Regions from separate parts of the Sus scrofa genome. Here region 2 is linked to region 1. A link is a contact called in public HiChIP or PLAC-seq data. All regions are on one chromosome and are shown on one strand. Each heading gives the region's core, a stretch centred on a gene start, on an enhancer-like site or on the middle of the called end of the contact. The rest is flanking DNA. Distances are from core to core; before and after follow the strand shown. Region 1 holds the start of C13H21orf59 (UPF0769 protein C21orf59 homolog). Region 2 holds the start of IFNAR2 (interferon alpha and beta receptor subunit 2).

Evidence for each region. HiChIP or PLAC-seq counts read pairs in DNA pulled down with a chosen protein or histone mark.
Region 2: a contact with region 1 is called in an H3K27ac HiChIP or PLAC-seq map of alveolar macrophages. The contact joins the promoter of IFNAR2 here to the promoter of C13H21orf59 in region 1. A contact is called at or near these places in 2 of 47 Hi-C or Micro-C datasets (embryonic fibroblasts and epiblast stem cells) and 1 of 2 datasets of contacts at active chromatin or transcription factors (alveolar macrophages).

The regions. Positions count from the first base shown.
Region 1 is chr13:196,223,581-196,226,864 of Sscrofa11.1, forward strand. It overlaps C13H21orf59 (UPF0769 protein C21orf59 homolog), which reads right to left and starts at 1,815. Exons shown (of 7, transcript XM_003132752.4): 1 at 1,087-1,815. The coding sequence starts at 1,225. LOC102160250 (40S ribosomal protein S24-like) reads right to left here. Exons shown (of 1, transcript XM_005670326.1): 1 at 3,031-3,284. The coding sequence ends at 3,031.
Region 2 is chr13:196,764,271-196,767,554 of Sscrofa11.1, forward strand. IFNAR2 (interferon alpha and beta receptor subunit 2) reads left to right here and starts at 1,817. Exons shown (of 10, transcript NM_001204775.2): 1 at 1,817-1,894. All of the region lies in intron 4 of LOC110256370 (40S ribosomal protein S2-like), which reads right to left.

The sequences.
Region 1 (3,284 bases), core at 565-3,064:
GCCAGCACATTGGGTTAAAGGATTCGGTGTTGCCACAACTGTGGTATAGCTTGCAACCATGGCTCAGATCTGATTCCCTGGCCTGGGAACTCCATGGAGTGGGGCGGCCAAAACAGAACAAAATAACTTTTACTACAGAGCTTGTTTTGGAATCAGTAAGTCTTAGTAAGAAACTATACATATCACCCCTAAAGGGAGAAAGCAGGACCCTTAAGAAGTACTCCATGGCACCAAAATCATGGTATCATAGGAAAAAAATCACATTCTAGACCACACCTGGAGTATCATCCTGTCAAGTGCTGTGCTGCCTAATGGTAGTTACTAACTGCATCTTCCTACTTAAATTTAAACGTAAATAAAATAAAAAATGCAGCCGTTTTGGTCATGCTCAACCACCACATGCAGCTAGTGGATGCCTTGCTGACAGCACGACCAAGGAACATTTGCTCCGCGGTGGAAAGTTCCATTGGACGGCACTGCTCCAGAGCGTTGAGAGAGCAAGCGACCAAAACATTGTAACATGAGACTCAGGCTGTTTCCTGGGGAAGGGAACACCATGAGAGGTAAGATCAACGAGGCTCTCTCACTCTTTCTCACCCCTGAAGGCTGTCCCAAAGCTGAGCGATTCATCCAGAAACTGTTCTACCTCAAAAGTCACAAAACACGGAATTCCCTTTTTTAAAAAAACGGCCCTTTGGTCGTCCCACCTCTCACACTTGCTCAAATCAGACAACACCTGCTCTTGGGCCCAGGCTTTCTGTTCCCTCCTGTGCTTCTTGCCTCTGTACTGGGCCTATTTCAGTTTGTTTGCTCCCAGCGCCCCAATCCCGGCTCCCAGACCCTGGGGTGGGCCAGCCAGCTCTCCAAGCATCTCTTGGCGAACGCCGCGGTCCCATTTCAAGCCCGGCTGTCGCACATCTTTTGTAAATCTTCACAAACTTGACCCTCGCCCCGAGCCTGCTTCTGAAAGCCTCGTGGGTCCCGCCCAACTTCCTCCGTTCCAGACCGCTCCGTTTCTCCCTCCCTCCCGGACCCGGAGCGGTCCAGGATCCCACGTCGCAAACTTGAGGCGCTGCGGGGCCGCACCTGAGCAGATGCGCTGCACCTTGAGCCGCGCGTTGTAAACCTGGGCCACCTGCACGGTAAGCTCCTCCAGCTCCGTGCTCCCTGGTGCCTGCAGCAAGAACTGGCTCTCGTCGCCCCGTTTCACGTGCAGCAGAACCATGGTGGCCCCGGAGGCCCCGCCGAGACGGCGAGAAGGCCGGGGGAGGAGCGGGCCGCGGTCACCCGCCAGGCGAACCGCGTCGACCGACTAACTGCTGCTGGCAGTTAGGCCGGAACCCAGAGCTCCGGCCTCCGCTGTGCGGGGGGAACCAAACTCGCTCCCGGAAGTGGCTGTTGCCCGGAGAAACAGGAAACAAAGTTTGAGGGGCCACGACTCCAGGTCGGACTCCGGGGCTGGGGAAGCTACGGTGCGCGGAGATCTAGTTCTCCACTACAGGAAGCAGGTGCTGCTGAGCAACCCTCTACACAGTCCTGGAGGACCGCGGGTGCCTGAGCCTACCCGCCGAGCCGGATTCGCCCAGCACAGTTGCCGGAAGTGGTTGTTGTCGGGGCAACCAGCAAACAGACCAAGCAGCAGGAGGGGAGCGCGGACCTCCCAGTCCGCTGGCTTGGGGCCCGACACTCCACTCAAGGAGATGGGTGGAAGGGAAATTTCTAGGCCGGGAGTGGGTGGGGTGGTGGGCACCCGCAGGCGCCGAGCCCCTCAACAGCCTCCACAGGGCACCTGCGAGTCGCAGGAGCATTTCCGCCGGCTCCAATCCTCACTTCCGGAAACGCCTCCTGCCGCTTCCGGTCTGCGCCGTTTTGGAGAGGCTGTCCTGGCTCGCTCATGGTGCCTGTTTCCTCTGCTCGGGTTTTCAGCACGGAGGCGTTTGGGAAAGTGTCCATATTCCTTTGTTCAGGCTGATTCGGATATATCTAGAGTGACTCGAGCAGCTGCTAGTGCAGCGACCTCTTCCCACCCCGCCAACCATCCAGCCGACCACCAACCAACAAATTCCTATTGAAGAGCAATAGGGCTTGTGCTGTTTCTTCCAAGAGCCGGTGACATGGCTGCAGGTCCACAGCTTTCCTGGAGCTTATGTTCAGTGTAGGTGACAAAGAGAAAACAAAAGTAAACAGACAAGGCAAATTCAAATAGAGGTATGAAGAAAACACGACAGGGCGACTGGCTTTTTAAATTGGTTGGTCAAAGAATGCCTAAATAAATGTGGATGACATTTGCACTGAGCCCTTAATAACATGGCGCCAACAAAACTAAGATACTGCGCAGCTCCTACCCCTAGTTATTTCCTTTGAAGCCCATTGCTAAATGCGAATTGATTTGAATATGGCAAGCACCTGCTACTTGGTATACCTGAAACCTTGGCTTCCTCCATTGAAAGTGTATCCCTAGAGTTCAGGGCCGAGTGGAGGAATTTTGTGACTGTAGGCCTGGAAATGCCCAAAGCCAATCCAGGGCCTCATATGAATACCATTAGGCTGGTAATGGCCAGAAGGGGTATGGCATCCAGGGAGGGATGTGTTTTCACCTCTAGTACTGTTGAGGCAGGGATCATGGAGACCCTGCAACATGCAGCACTGATCAGATTGGCACATGTCTCTCTTAGCTCCTGACCACTGGCTATTAGATTATCCCCATTTCTTCTGAATCCAGTTCTTTATCCATCATGCCTGCTTCAAATCTGGTTTACAGGTGCCTTCTGGGTAGTGTGACTGTTTATCCACAAACGTGTATTACAAGGTCTCGGGGTATAATTTTTAATAATATAAAATGAAAAGTATAGAAAAGCCATGTTTGTATTGGCGATCCAGTTTTGTTTAAATATGTAGTTTACGAACAGCATCTCTGGTGGGAAATCTGCCAAAGTGCCCCAGATGAGGCGGTTAACCATCTTTAATTTTTGTCAGCACCGATATTTGCCCTTGAGTTCCTCTTAACATTATTCTTTGGTTGTGTTCTTGTCAGTGTTCTCGTAAGGTCTTTTTCTTCTCATACGGGTCATATCTTGCAAGTTTGGTGTGCAGCTTTTTCTCGGTGTGGTTTACATGATTATAGATTATGAAAAACCCTGTTGTCTTGTCACCACCCAAATGGGTTCTGAATTTGAAGCCAAAGCTGACAAATGTGGGGTCTTGAGTACTTTGCTTATTGTCTGTAAATATTATAGGTACTGTTGCCTTTCTAGGATAAAGGGCATCCCATGACCATTTGTATC
Region 2 (3,284 bases), core at 567-3,066, 540 kb after region 1:
CAGTTTCCACCTGTTCTCATTTTAGCATGATACCCTGCAAGGCAGCTCTCGTGTGTTTTATCAAGAAAAATTGCATAGCGGAGTTCCCATCGTGGCTCAGTGGTTAACAAATGCAACTAGGAACTATGAGGTTGTGGGTTCGGTCCCTGGCCTTGCTCAGTGGGTTAAGGATCTGGCAGTGCCATGAGCTATGGTGTAGGTCGCAGATACGGCTCAGATCCCGCATTGCTGTAGCTCTGGCATAGACTGGTGGCTACAGCTCCGATTAGACCCCTACCCTGGGGACCTCCATATGCCGCAGGTGTGGCCGTAGAAAAGGCAAAAAAGACACAAAATAAATACATAAATAAATAAATAAAAAGAAAGAAAGAAAAATTGCATAGCAGACTCTTAAATAAATACCATTATTATTTTTTTTTTTTTTTTTGCACCCAGCAAATATTTATCAAGAAACCACTTAATCCCAGCACAGTGCTGAGGGCTCTCACAAAATTCTTTCTACTGAATTTCCACCACAGTCCTTAAGAGGCAAGCATGAAAATGCCCATGCTTCCACACAAGGAAATTGAGACTCAGAGAGGTGTGGAAATGACATGACAGCTTTGGCTCCAGTCTTGAGTATGAGATACTCGCATACTTCCTGCGTTAGGAGGGGCCACAATCAACCAAGAATGTAACAGCAACTGCCCCTTTTCCAGGCTTATCTCTCTGCACAACCTCGTTCTGCCAAATGCAATCGGCAGTTGCGAGCAAAGGCAGTTCGAGAACGCCATTTCTTTCTTTGAAGTGTGATCAGAAAACAGCCCTATCTTTGCCAACCAGCTTCAACTGCAGTACCCTGAGCTGCATGGATGGGGTTCATGGGTTAGAGGGGATATGGTGTTTTGTCACTAAGTCTCACAGTTTGCAAAAGATGGCTCATCTGAGAAAGAGAGTAAAGAGTATTTAAGATTATCCCTTTGAAAATATCCCATCACCCCCTAAATTTCCTAGGCTTTCTTGGGTGGGAAAGGGGCAGAGCAACTCCAAGCCCAGAAGGATGCTTTGTAGCTGGAAATACCACATTCCCCTGCATCACTCAGGAGAGACATGGGGGCCCCGCTGCACAATGCCCCTCACCGCATATCTCACGCTTTCCTGTATTCGTACAGGCTTGCGTGACACAAGCTGACAAAAATCAGGTTTTCCAGTCTGTCTCCCAGATTATACTTTACAGAATACTGGCACATAAATATGCAGTCACCAAGTATTTGCTGGTGTATTAGGGGGAAAACTGTAATCTACATGCAGAAAACAGACATGAGATAAGCTGGAGTGATTGGACCTATGTGAGATGGTAGCGAAGTTATTTTCAGACAGCGCCCAGGGAAGGAGCCTGGCTCAGAAAGGGACGGGAAAAATGCTCACAAACTTTGGTTTATGGCTTATGGGAAAAAGACCCAGATGGAACAAGATGGCAGAGTTGCACTGACCCTTTGAGGAAGGAGAAGTTAAGATGTGGCATCTAAACCACAAGGCAGACACCAGAAAAAAAAAAAAAAATTGCGTAAGCAAGGAAATTCTCAGTTTGGAGCATCTTCTTATACTCAGAGGAAATGTTATTCAAAGTTGCAGCTAGTGAGAAATTGAGGAACAGATGCTTGATAGTTGGTGTGCAGTTTTTGCCTGTAGTCGTAATTGGCAGGGGCAGTTCCACGGCGTTTCAGAGGCCGAGGTGGAAAAGGAGGAAATAGAAGGGGCTGGGGACTGACGGTCACAGCATAGAGGCAGCCACCAAGGATGAACTGGAGCAAAAAAGCAGAACTGTCTACAAGGCACGTATCCCTGAAAGAGTATTATGCAGAGAAGCCCCAACAGCAGCGGCTGTGGCTGAGCGAATCCTGCTTGGAAGCTGGTAAGCCCCTCTCAAGCCCCAATGGTAATGATGGTAGGTGAGCAATCCGTTATCTTTTGTCAGCATCATCCATGCTAGCCTCCTCGTCGCCTTCTTCCCACATCCTAACCCAAGGAGCCAGGCTTTCTTCGTACAGTTTCTATTCTGCAGGAGGTTAAGCCAACAGAGAATCAAAACTAGGAGTTCCCGACAAGGAACGAATCCGACAAGGAACCAGGAGGTTGCGGGTTTGATCCCTGGCCTCGCTCAGTGGGTTAAGGATCCGGCGTTGCTGTGAGCTGTGGTGTAGGTCACAGACGAGGCTCAGATCTGGCATTGCTGTGGCTCTGGCGTAGGCTGGCAGCAATAGCTCTGATTCGACCCCTAGCCTGGGAATCTCCATATGTTGCAGATGCGGCCCTAAAAGGACAAAAGAGAAAAAAAAGCTAGTTATCACTATGTATAAAATAATAAGCTAGGACCGAGAGTGTGAACAGTTGTTTCTGCAGCATCTGGAGCGTGGTCCTCCGGGCATTGTTTTCTGCTTTATTTTGTCCTTGGTGGCCTTTGGAGGGGCTGAAGTAGCTCCGGAGAGGTGGGACGGCAGAGATGAAGAGTGTACACCACTTTTGCGGGTTACAGATGGTGTGCAGAGAAGTGGGCGCTAAATGCGTGCTACCATAGACCCCGATTCAGGCTGGGCGAGAAGTGTTCCCATAGGGAAGTCCCCATGTTTTTGGAAACAGATTCATTCATACAACCATGCATTTAGTTGCACACCTACTATGTGCTATGCGCTGGGCACAGAGTAATGACAGCATCCCATCAAGTTCTTGGGCGATTCTGATGGGATGCCTGCAAATGAGGGACTTGGTTGGATCCAGAGGACGTGAGCTTTTATGCAGGGGGATAAGCCATATCTCCCTAAGGGGCAAGGTCAATGGACCTGGACAGAGAGTGGTTTTAACTCTCAGTAATGGAGAGACCGGTACCTGTAGGTCAATAGGTACAAATGAGGACAGCTGAAATCTACATGGAGCAGCTGAAAACTGGCAAAGAGGTTTAAGCTCCTCACCATTCATTGGGCATTCAATTCCCTGAATGCACCAGACTTTGGGACACACCAGCCCACAAGGCCCCTCTGTGTGAGTCTGGGAAAGGCACGGTGTGGGCACCTATCTTCCTGGGAACTGGGTGAAACCTGCTGTCCCACAGCTGGACTTGAGAACCCACATACCGCCTCCCAGCCTGCTCTGCTGGGGCCTTCTGCCTTAGACATTTACCCAAGTTCTTCCATCTTCCTGCAAGGCTTCCCCACACCCCCACCCCTTCCCACCTCCCCTTCCAAACCCCACCTTAGAGATGACCGTCACAGAGTTCCCGTGTGGTTCATCAGATTAAGAACCTGACT